Regions from separate parts of the Sus scrofa genome. Here all the other regions are linked to region 2. Evidence: chromatin contacts called from public HiChIP or PLAC-seq data. All regions are on one chromosome and are shown on one strand. The core of a region is the stretch at or near the end of the contact, and the rest is flanking DNA. Distances in the headings are between cores, read along the strand shown. Region 1 overlaps LOC106507279 (a long non-coding RNA gene). Region 2 overlaps PDE3B (cGMP-inhibited 3',5'-cyclic phosphodiesterase B). Region 3 overlaps LOC106507279 (a long non-coding RNA gene).

Evidence for each region. HiChIP or PLAC-seq counts read pairs in DNA pulled down with a chosen protein or histone mark.
Region 1: a contact with region 2 is called in an H3K27ac HiChIP or PLAC-seq map of alveolar macrophages. The contact joins two enhancer-like sites. A contact is called at or near these places in 1 of 5 promoter capture datasets (liver), 1 of 47 Hi-C or Micro-C datasets (fibroblasts) and 1 of 2 datasets of contacts at active chromatin or transcription factors (alveolar macrophages).
Region 3: a contact with region 2 is called in an H3K27ac HiChIP or PLAC-seq map of alveolar macrophages. The contact joins two enhancer-like sites. A contact is called at or near these places in 1 of 47 Hi-C or Micro-C datasets (liver) and 1 of 2 datasets of contacts at active chromatin or transcription factors (alveolar macrophages).

Annotation. Positions count from the first base shown.
Region 1 is chr2:44,720,470-44,724,571 of Sscrofa11.1, forward strand. The region is part of intron 3 of LOC106507279 (a long non-coding RNA gene); the gene reads right to left. Among named protein-coding and RNA genes, the nearest start is that of PSMA1, 18 kb to the right of the region's middle. Within about 2 kb of position 1,477, at least 18 of the 83 cell types and tissues checked have an H3K27ac peak or open chromatin away from gene starts, as enhancers often do. A contact at or near this core is called in alveolar macrophages, where this site is marked.
Region 2 is chr2:44,529,270-44,533,158 of Sscrofa11.1, forward strand. The region is part of intron 1 of PDE3B (cGMP-inhibited 3',5'-cyclic phosphodiesterase B); the gene reads right to left. Among named protein-coding and RNA genes, the nearest start is that of PDE3B, 83 kb to the right of the region's middle. Within about 2 kb of position 1,627, at least 2 of the 83 cell types and tissues checked have an H3K27ac peak or open chromatin away from gene starts, as enhancers often do. A contact at or near this core is called in alveolar macrophages, where this site is marked.
Region 3 is chr2:44,670,048-44,674,166 of Sscrofa11.1, forward strand. All of the region lies in intron 5 of LOC106507279 (a long non-coding RNA gene), which reads right to left. Among named protein-coding and RNA genes, the nearest start is that of PDE3B, 58 kb to the left of the region's middle. Within about 2 kb of position 1,769, at least 33 of the 83 cell types and tissues checked have an H3K27ac peak or open chromatin away from gene starts, as enhancers often do. A contact at or near this core is called in alveolar macrophages, where this site is marked.

The sequences.
Region 1 (4,102 bases), core at 227-2,726, 190 kb after region 2:
TTTTCCCCTCTGGTTTCAGCTGAATGCCAGCTTTTGGAGGGTAAATAGAATGGGCTAGAGGAAAGGGTTCTAAATACCCTCAAATGAGGGAGGGTTTCTTTGGTACCAAGTTAGCAGGAGGAGAGATGCCATACATGCCACTGAGGCACCATCACTAAAAGGGACAAAAAATCAGGAAAATACAATCAAATCTTTGTTTTTATAATTGTAAAGGTACTATTTTCTTTTATTTGGCCATGCCCACAGCGTGTGGAAGTTCCCAGGCCAGGATTCAAACCTGTGCCATAGCAGCAACCAAGCCACTGCAGTGATAACACCAGATCCTTAACCTGCTGTGCCACAAGAGAACTCCTAAATACACTTCGAAATTTTACAATTGTTACTGCATATTCTTTACTTTTAAAAAAAATTTTAAGCATGGTACAGAGGGTTTTTAAGTATATGTTGGTTGGCTCGCTTTCAAAATTAATTAAATGATTAAGAGATAAATCATTTCCATTTTTTTCTATTTCTTTTAGTCCCACCTGTGGCATGTGGAAATTCCCAGGCCAGGGACTGAATTCTCACCACAGCTGTAACCACAGCCACAGCAGTGACAATTCTGGATGCTTAACCTCCAGATCATTTGCATTTTTAATGTCTTTAGCATCTTTAAGCGATTTGATCACTGTTTATAGGCATTGTAATTTTTCTTGGAATCTATTTCTACACAATGAAACTACTGATCACACTAATTATAAAAAGAAAGCAAACTGTTTGCAAAAAGTTCCATTACAAAGACTATGAGAGGAGTTCACTCCACAGCTCAGTGGTTAACAAACCTGACTAGGATCCATGAGGATGTAGGTTCGATCTCCGGCCTCACTCAGTGGGTTAAGGTGCTGCCATGAGCTGTGGTATAGGTTGCAGACGTGGCTCGGATCTGGCATTGCTGGGACTGTGTGTAGGCCAGCAGCTGCAGCACTGATTTGACCCCTAGTCTGGGAACTTCCATATACTACAAGTGCAGCCCTGAAAAGCAAAAAAAAAAAAAAAAAGACTACGAGATGGGTTCCCTGGTGACTTAGTGGGTTAAGGATCTAGCATTGTCATTGCTGTGGCTCGGGTCATTGCTGTGGTGCAGGTTCAATCCCTGGCCCAGGGAACTTCTGCACATCAGGGGCAAGGCCATAAAAATCAACAAATAAACAATGAGATATTTATAGAAGAGCTAGAATATTCTCCTGAGATTTGTAAGCTATCTACCCTGAGGCATAGACCACACTAAATTCTCAATGTTTTTGCAAATTTTGCATGCTTTGTCTTGATATACTTTTAAATGAATCAAGAAGGGGGAAAACCCTTAGGGGTTTGAAAGTCAGGACTTCACTTTTCCTCTTCCCAGCACCTTCTTCTCAGGCTCTTCCCTCTTTTAAGAAGGACGTACATGTGGGGAAGAAGAGTGTGGGCAGAGAGGAAGCAGTGTCAGAGCTTGAGAGCCCTGCCAGTTAGTTAAAGGTCAGCACAGAAGGGACAGTCTATTGAGAGGACAAGGAAACTGACCTCTCTTGAGCCAGCTAAACTGGATGGCAGCCAGTCTATCTTCCCCCTGGGCCTGAGTGGAGCTCCCCACAGTTTTGTGTGGCCCTGCATTAAGATAAAAGTGCTCTGGAAAAACAGGGTCTAGCTTCACCTTTTTAAAGGAACAGACCAAGCCAGGTTTTAGCCAGGGGTCAAGGACCAGAGGATAGAGAGGACTAAGCTGGTATTTGCTGTGTCCAAAATTTCAGCTTATTTGGAAAGACTGAAACTAAGTAAAGATTTCTTATTAGCATAGAACAGGAGTTGTGAAATCTGGTCAAAGGGTTGTATGCAAGGATGCCTTTTTTTATACATACTCTCACGGTGAAGTGGGGAAAGTAGTGAAAAACACCACAGTCTAATTAGGGAAGAAAATTACTTTTTTTTTTTTTTTTGTCTTTTTGTCTTTTGTTGTTGTTGTTGTTGCTATTTCTTGGGCCGCTCCCGCGGCATATGGAGATTCCCAGGCTAGGGTCGAATCGGAGCTGTAGCCACCGGCCTACGCCAGAGCCACAGCAACGCGGGATCCGAGCCGTGTCTGCGACCTACACCACAGCTCACGGCAATGCCGGATCATAAACCCGCTGAGCAAGGGCAGGGACCGAACCCGCAACCTCATGGTTCCTAGTCGGATTCGTCAACCACTGCGCCACGACGGGAACTCCAGAAAATTACTATTTTTAATAGTTTTTTAACATTTCTCATACCAACAATTTTCTTCTGACTAGGACACAGGAATGATGCACCCGAGTTTTTGTCCCCCTCCTCAGAATGAAAGCAGAAGTAAAATTCTTTTCTCACAAATAAAATGCACATTAAAAAAAAAGCATTAAATCAACATTAGATGACTTATTCTAAAACTATATTTTCCTTTAATTGGACTTTTCTTCAGATTTTTAAGAGGAAAAGTTGACATTTAACCCTATATGTTAGTTCCTTTTTTTCTTTCATGAATTTTTTCCTCACATTTACTTTCTGGTGGAAGTAGTATTTTATCATTCTGTGAAAATCCCACTGAAATCCAACAGTTATTAGTAACATGGTATATGTAAAACTGAAAAAATAGACATTTATGATGGATCATTTTGCACCTTCTGCATTTAGATGATCTCAGCCTATTTTCTGGAAATGTGCATTGAAGCAGAAGTGATATTTTATCTCCCCTGAGGCTAAATCTTTCCCAAATGTCTGTTTAGTTCATTGTGCTTTTTACAGAAGGAAGAATCTTGAGGACTAGGTCCAATAGGGGAAAATATTGCCCAAAGTGGCCTGAGAAAATATAGCTGGATGATGAGTCCCAGTTTTCATCATCTAAGTTGCAAAGAGACAAGTTCACGGCCCAGAAGACAACCTTGTGCATTTGAGAGCCAGGCAAATGCTGAGAAGCAAGCAGTAAAGCTGAAGCCAGGGGAGTGAAGATCTGAACAGAGCTAGGTGGATGGAGAGGGTCAAGGGAGGGGTTTCAGTTCTGAAGCCACAAATGGGAAGCAGGTGCCTGGGTGCCCTTTTATGTCAGTTGTTGAGAGGTTCTGCTGCTTGGAGCAGCTACCCAACACCCCAGGCCAAACACTGCAAAGCAATAGATATATACAATCTATTTTTATTTTCTCTTTTATATACTTTATTTTCATCTCAGTACGAGACAGTTTTTTTATCCTTCCATTCTTTCTTCTGTGGGTTCCCGTTTTTAAATTTCATTCTCTACGCTCTAGGCTCCTTCTTGGAATTTTTGTTCATCTTGTTTTCTTTAAGACTGTTGGAAAAGTTAGCACTTTTGCTGTTTTTTTTCTTTTTTTCAATCTATGTTCATGTAGTCTGACCTGGAAACCAGGACTTTATGTTGGTCTGGGTTTCTCAATCTCTAATCAACTCTGTGGAAAGTGGAATAGCTTGGCAACAGGCATAATAATAATAATAATAATAATAATAATAATAATAAATTACAGTGAACACAGAACTAAGAAACAAGATTCAAAAACAAGGAGGTGTTCCCATTGTGGCTCAGCGGAAACGAACTGAACTAGTATCCATGAAGATATGGGTTCGATCCCTGGCCTTACACAGTGGGTTAAATGATCTGGTGTTGCTGTGGCTGTGGCTGTGGCTGTGGCGTAGGCCAGCAGTTGTGGCTCCAATTTGACCTCTAGCCTGGGGACTTCCATATGCCACAGGTGCGGCCCTAAAAAGCAAAGAAAAAAAATATGTGGGCTTTCATCTGAAAATATCTATTCTGATCAACTGAGAAGCACTCCTACTATAAGTTAATAACACCTCTCTATGTGGAGAAGAACAAATCCATAGGGAAATTCTGCCTTAGAGCGTGAAGTTTGCTTTGTGTATTACCTTCTGGTGAAATTCCTACATATAAACAAACCTTTGAAAATCCAAGTTGAAAACAATGGCTGCCACTAGTAAGATTTCCAAGGATACTTTTAAAAAACAGAGTAGGTTTTGTTTTTCTGGCACAGCTACTTCAAAGATCTCACTTAAATTCATGCATGGTCATTTTATATCTCCCATTTATGTACTCTTATTTGCTGAA
Region 2 (3,889 bases), core at 377-2,876:
GGAACTCCTATTTCTAATTCTATGGTTTGTACGCTTGTATTTTCTTCATCCTGATTTTATGACATTGCGACCTATCAGGAATTTACTCCAAATAGCTAGTCTAGCAATATTACTAGGATTAGAGGAAGCTGATGGCACACCCCATGCCTTCTGTATGCACAGAAATCACAGTACAATGAATAAAGGCAGTAAATAGAGACTTGGCTCCACTTACTAGCCATGGGACCTCGGGCAAGTCACATAACCTCTGTACCTCATCTGGAGGATGTTATTGGGTGAAAATGAGAATACCGTACTAGGAAATCTCTTGTGCATACTATAATAGTTTACTGTTTAGTATATTAATTCATACTCAAAGCCCTCTGATACCATGAAAATTAAACATTATAAAGTATATTGTGGTTATTAAACTAAAGCATATCTGTATTACACTTTAAATATTTTTCAACAAAAGTATTAAAAAGTTGCAATGCTTAATTCTACATGTTTCTAAAAATTCAATAAACCAGAACTTATGAGCCATATGACAGACTGAAGTAATGATTTAATTTTAAGATTAAAATCAATTCATTGTTTCATGTTTAAGGTTCAAAGTCAATATTTTTTTATCCTAGGCATAATACAGACTCATTTGGTTGCGGTTAGTTTCTTTTCCTGGATGAGGGCCTACAAACTTTCTAAAAGACAGTAATGACAAACATGTGTGTTAAAAAACAGCAATGTCACAAGCTGAGGAAGGTCAGATATATTACGTCAGATATGAACTTTATTCCACAATAGCACATTTCAAGCATGAACATCATATTTCAGAAAAGAGTAAATTTAAGGCATATTTGTTACCTGGTTTTTTGAAAGGAGGCAGCTTGAACAGAACTGTACTTGGCTTCCTCATCTCTTAAAATTTTTTAGCCAAGAACAAACAGCAAGAGAGACAGTTTCTTGTGATTCACTACCACTGCCAAACCTTTTTTCACTCCTATTTCTTCCATTCTGTGCTTTCTCGGCTTTCCTTATTATATTCCTTTGGTTTGCAGTACCACAGACTATTCCACAGACCTCCCAGTGACACCCCTGGGCATTTGTTTATTTAACCAGTACACTTAAAACTAAACATATTTTAAATTTCTCCTCTGTAACAAGAATTCCTAAGTACCCTGCAAATTGTTCTTGTTACAATTACCATGAGTTTAACTTTAATTATAGTGAAAGGTGGAGACAAAGGAGAAAGAGAAATTGGATTATTAGTCAAACAACTTATCCAGGCCCTACACTTGAAGACAAAGGAAATGCCAAAAAAAAAAAAAGCTAAAATGTGAATAAACATCTAAACATAATTCTACAACATTTAAAATATATTTATTCAAATGAGTGCTCGCTGTAATTGATGCGTCATCATATCACACTGACAAAAACCAAAAGGTTAATAAAAATTAGCTGAGATAAAATATGGGAAAGTCAAAAGATATTCTGAACTCACCTGTTATCTTGTAAGATCCAATGAGCAAGAGAAAAACAATTAAATTATTAGGCAAGTTCAAAGGAGGAAGAGATTGTTTCTAAGGGAGCCACAGGAAGAAGGTTGGTGGGATTTGATTACCCAATAAGAGAAAGGGGGGAGGGGAAGCAGGATGGAAGAAAAGCTCATTTCAGACAAACAACAGAAAAAACAGGAACTATCTCTTTTATCCTTGTGTACTGCTCTTTGGTTAAAAAGGATCAAATTAGCATTTGGCTAAAGTTCTTTTCAAATTGCAGTTCCAAAACAATACTGATTGGGTCAAGATCTTCTAGGTGGCTTCTTAAGTTTTCATGCTCTTTTACATGTTTCTATTACTTTTATATATGAAATGGATCAAACTAATCAAAGTTAGTTAATAGCTGTCACTTTAGCAGAATCACTTTGAGTTTATTCTAGAGAACAAAGAATCATCAGATGGGCTAAGTAGTCAAAGAAGTCCTTCCAAAGAAAACTACTTAGCCATTTTATACCTTAGTTTCCTCATCTGTAGAACAGAGATGAATAGATAGTATTGAATAGGTAGTAGCAGCAGTGGCAAGGCAATAAAGAGTATGACTTTCCCAGAATTGAGTTCAAATCTAGGCTCTACTACTTAATAGCTGTGTGACCCTGGAAAAGTCTTAACTTTGTCTCATGTCTGTAAAGATGGAGCTAATTATGGTACCAACTTCAAAGGACTTTTGTGAGAAGGAAGATACAGGTATAAATCACTTCACACAGTTCTTGTGCTTGAGCACAAAGTTAGTGCTCAATAGATATTATCTGTTCTGCTAATTCAGTTTCAATACACCATTCCCCAAGCCCACTCCCATCAAAGCTTAACAATCTGGATATAATAACAGGAAAACAGTTTAAAAAAATTGAATGTACTGAGAAAATTAATCTGATTTAGTACTCCCTAATTAGCCAGCAAATACTACAGAAAAATTAAATGGATTAAATTCAACACCTATGCTGTAATATCCAGGCATTTAAATTTTGCGGCTTTTTGTCTAAGGTAGTCAAACAACAAATAACAATCAACTAAGACTATTGGGCACTCAAGTCCAAAGCACACATTAATTGAAACTTGCAACTAAACTAAGTCTGAAGTGGGAAAGAATAAAGGAATTTATCCTAGTATCCATACTACACAGAAGTTACCTCTAAGCTTAGAAAGATTCCTGGCTGAATGAATCACAAACACATTGGTATCATGCAGTTCCTGTTGTGGCTCAGTGGTAACGAACCTGACTAGTATCCACGAGGATGCAGGTTCGATCCCTGGCCTCACTCAGTGAGTTAAAGGATCCAGCCCTGCTGTAAGCTGTGGTGTAGTCACAGACATGACTCAGAAGTGGGATTGCTGTGGCTGTGGTATGGGCTGGCGGCTACAGCTTCGATTCAACCCCTAGCCTGGGAACTTCCATATGCTGCAGGTACAGCTTTAAAAAGACACAAAACAAACAAAAACAAAACAAATACATGTCTTCTTGGGATCATCAACGTATCTGATCTGTAGGTGTGTGAGTACTGGCTAAAGGAGAATTTAACTGCCAATGGGTCTTACAAGGTAACAGATGGTATACAAGCAAATTTAGAAAAATTTAAAACAGTAGATAAAATTCTGCGAAAGCTGAACTAAAGGAGATTCTCAAACAAAGCTCTACAGTGAAGTCTATGTCATCAAACAGTATATCACGGAACATCCCTAAGGCAAAACAGGTCTGCAGGTTAACCTGTAGGTTTAGAACCCCACAGTCTGACCACTCTTAAGAGCAAGTATTTTTCAAGGTTTTATTTCTCATCTAGAAACACTATTTGTCTGCAATTTAAAAAAGAAGTATCTACCACCTGGATTTCACATGCTCAAAATTTTATTTACCATCTTAAAATCAGAATCATCTTGATAATGGTTGAAAAGAGTGAGTTTCAAAACCAGATCCAGTTAGAACACATCTTGGCCGCTATCCGTTGTGTTATCTTGATTTAATCTCATCACTTTTCAATTTTCTCATCTATATAATCTTGCATATTTATAAAATAATGTATGAAGTTGCATGTTTAATATTTGTCTTACATTAGTAAAAACCTCTGAGAATAATGGCAGTGTCTATCAAGAAAACTGTCCTGGATTCTTCAGAAAGTCAATGAAGGGGGAAAAAAATGGTAGGGAGGGTGTTGTTCTAGAATTAAATAAGACAAAAGAGACATAACTACATGCAATGTTTAAACTTTGCCTCATTTGGAAAAAAATGAGAGCTATAAATGATATTCTTGGGATGTTTGGGAAAACATCAAGAATGGATATTAGATAATATAGAATTATTAATTTTCTTAGATATGATAGGGGTTTTGTAGTTATGTTGGAGGCCTTATTCTTAGAAATGT
Region 3 (4,119 bases), core at 519-3,018, 140 kb after region 2:
AAATGGGGATCTGGCCATGGGAACCCTAATGAGTATCTCTCTCAATTCTGCGGTTGCTATTAAAACACTACAAAATCTGCATTGCTATATTAATAATGATACCCTCTGTAGATGGTTGAATGGTGACTCCCCAGAAGTTATGCCCACATCCTTACATTTGGACCCCATGAATGTTACTTTTTTTTGTTTGTTTATGTCTGCACCTACGGCATACGGAAGTTCCCGTGCCAGGAACTGAAATCTAACTACGGCACAGTTGTGGCAACACCAGATCCTTTAACTCACTGCGCCAGGCCTGTGATCGAACCTGCACCTCTGGAGCAACCCAAGCTGCTGCAGTTGGATTCTTAACCCACTGTGCCACAGAGGGAACTCCAATGTTACCTTATTTTGAAATAGTGTTTGCAGCTGTAATTAAGTTAAGGATTTTGAGGAGTTCCTATCATGGCTCAGTGGAAATTAATCTGACTGGTAACCATAAGGACACAGGTTCAATCCCTGGCCTCACTCAGTGGGTTAAAGATCCCATGTTGCTATGAACTGTGGTGTAGGTCACAGACATGGCTACGATTCTGCATTGCTGTGGCTGTGGCATAGGCTGGTGGCTACAGCTCCAATTCAATCCCTGGCCTGGGAACCTCCATATGTCGTGGGTGTGGCCCTAAAAAAAAAATTTAAGGATTTTGAGATGAGATCACCCTGGATTATTTAGGTGGACTGTAAATCCAGTGATAAATGTCCTAATGAGAAACAGAAGAGAAGTCAGGGACAAAGAAGGCAGAGATTGAAGTCACAGCCACAAGCCAAAAAATGTTTGGAGCCACCAGAGGCTGGAAGAAGCAAGGAAGGATTCTCCCTTCGAGACTTCAGAAGGCGTGTGGCCCTGCTTGCACCTTGATTTCAGACTTCTGGCCTCCAGAATCATGAGAAAATAAATAAGCTGGTGGTTGTTTTAGACCACCAGGTTTGTGGTAATTTGTTATGGCATCCTTAGAAAACCTAGACACCTTCTTTCTAATAGGTTATGCTTTCAGAGAGAAGGCAGCTTTCAAAAGTGTTATATATGGTATAATGCAAATGAATTTGGGCAAAGTGACAATCTTTCTGAGCCAGTTTTCTCACTTAAAATATGAGAATGGAAATAGTAATCCCATTCTCACAGAGTGTTTAGACTAGTAAATGAGAGAAAATAAAACTACTCTGCAGACAGCTAGCAAAAAAAGGGCAGGTGCTCAAAGATGTCTCCATTTGCCAATAGGACCCAACACATACTCCACAGACACCGTGGTGAAACAAGGTCTCTCAGGAAAGAGCTGGGATTGTTCACATGCAGAGTCCTGGCTTGTGTCAGAATTGCTTTTGCATATAACCGTTTACACCCCTCTGGTGTCAGCTTTTGCTCTCACCAACTAACCACTGCCCTCTCCCTCAACCTTCTCTATTTCCTGTTTATGTAGATTGCTGCTTCCTGGCCAAGGGAACCCAACAGTTTCAGCCAGACTGCTTTTCCCTTGGACCTATGCCAAGACTACCTTCTCTGTTCTTCTCTCATTCTCCTTTCTTCTTGTTTTAGAAGCTGTCATGTTAATGAGGACAAACTGTTTGCTGCTCTGAGCAATCTTCAGATAAGCAGCTGGTTAAATGCTTGGCTGTTAAAATGAATCAGATGGACATGAGAAAAAGCATAGCAAGTATTACGTAGGCATCAAGAAATCGGGCAATCCCTACTTGCTTCAGCACTGCAAGCTATTGACGCTGAGGTTTTTTTCACTCAATGTCTGGTCATGATGCTTCCACTCTCGGGCCCAGCCCTAACCTGTTTGTGTGAAGCAGTCCTGACAGGCACCAGCAGGACAGCAGTAGGTTGAACTCGAGCAGAACAGCAGGAGGGGAGGCTGCTGAAATAATCTAATGTGTGGTTCTCAACATAAAGTAAATGTCCAAGTCATCTGAGAGGCTCTTTCAAAACAAAAAGCAAACAAGCACACCTTTGGAACTGGAGGGTAAGCATGGGTATTTTGAAAACAAACAAACAAACAAAGAACCCAGTTGATAATGATTTCCCTCACAACTCCAGGTTTATCTATCTTGCTGTAGTAGATGAGAATGTACTCTGGAGACTGACTGGACTCACATTCTAGCTTTGCTCCTAAGCTGTGTGACATTGCACATGTTACTTAACTTCTCTGTGCTTCAACTTTCTCATCTGTAAAACAGTAGTAATAAAACCTTCATCACAGAATTACTGTGAGAAATAAAGGTTAACATGGGAAAAGCACTTAGACTATGTAAGTGTTTGCTAATATTACCATTACTTTTATGTTGTTTTTATTGACCTGCTTGAGGGAGAGGAAGTTGATCAGAGGATGAGGTGCCTAAATTAGTGATTTGAAGATGATTCAGGTAGAAGAGATGGCGAAGTTCAGGGTATGATAGTGGAAGTGGGTGGGGCAGGCTAATGATAGAAGACCAATCATTAGAAGGAGAAAAATTGGAGTAGTATTGAAGCAAGTGGTATTGAAGTATTGAAGTAGTATTCTGTAAGGAAAGTGTCTGAATTTAGATCCTGCCTTCACTACTCAACAGCAGCACAAACCACAAGCAGCCCTAATTGTTTCCTCATCTGTAAAACAGAGCTGATAATAACGGTGACCTATCGTAGAGGGCTGTCATGGAATCAAAGAGTTAATACATGACATGCTGACTTCTTAGACTAGTGACTGGCACATAGCAAATGTTAACTCTTACCCTTAACATTTTATTTTATTTTGTCTTTCTAGGGCTGCACCTGCGGCATATGGAAGTTCCCAGGCTGGGTGTCGAATCAGAGGTATAGCTGCCAGCCTCTGCCACAGCCACAGCAACGCCAGATCCAAGCAGCATCTGTGACCTACACCACAGCTCATGGCAACGCTGGATCCTTAACACACTGAGCAAGGCCAGGGATCAAACCCCCATCCTCATGGATACTAGTCTGGTTCATTACTGCTGTGCCACCATGGGAACTCCATTCTTAACTTTTTTTTTTTTTTTTTTTTTTTTGGTCTTTTTGTCTTTTCTAGGGCCGCACCTGTGGCATATGGAGATTCCCAGGCTAGGAGTCTAATTGGAGCTTTAGCTGCCGGCCTACACCAGAGCCACAGCAACTCAGGATCCAAGCCACTTCTGCAACCTACACTACAGCAATGCCAGATCCTTAACCCACTAAGCAAGGCCAGGGATTGAACCCGCAACCTCATGGTTCCTAGTCAGATTTGTTAACCACTGAGCCATGACGGAACTCCCATTCTTAACATTTTAATTGGAGATGAGAAGGAGCTAAGGAGCCAATTGTCAGCTGGACATTGGCATTATCTGAGATGATGGCAAGGTTTGAGGTAAACAGGAACTCTGTGAGCCAGTTCACAGTGAATGAGTGTTCAGTGAATGAGTGAGACGACCAGGAGGCTGTTAGTAAAGGAATAAGAAGGAGGACAGTGATAATAGCCAAAAGGCACTAGCCTCCAACTGCTGAGTCTTTTGTAACAGTGTGGAAGCACTTATCCAGAGCAAAGTGGACCCTAATACCACATCCTGGCCCCAAACTGAGCAAATAAATTAAGGCCAAGAAGTAGAGGGACAAGTGAGAGATGGTGCTGAGGCTATAGGAGAGTTTTCTGCTTAGGGAGTGACAATCAAGATGGAGTAGGAGGATCTGGAAGGCAAAGAAAAGGTGGGGGTAGTAGAGTCACATTTGTTAAACATCACAGTGAGTGCTATGGACAATAAATGGTCTAGACCAGCACTCCCACTAGGACTTGAGGCAGGAATGGAAATGTTCTATATCAGCATTGTCCAATTATGGTAGGCACTGGCCACACATGATTATCGAGCCCTTGAAATGAAACCAGTGTAATCAGTGTTCTTAAATAGTCACTGAGGAATGTTGTTAAGATGGAAAATCCCAGGCCTCACCTTCATCTACTGAATTAGAATCTCTGCAGTGGAGGCCTAGCTCCCAGGGAGTCCCAGGTGACAACCATATAGCCAAGTTTAGGCATTGCTGCATGATGTAAGGAAGCTGGAGAATGTGGGTATCCACGTGGTTAGTTAAATATAGGAAAGGCTATCATTTAAGGT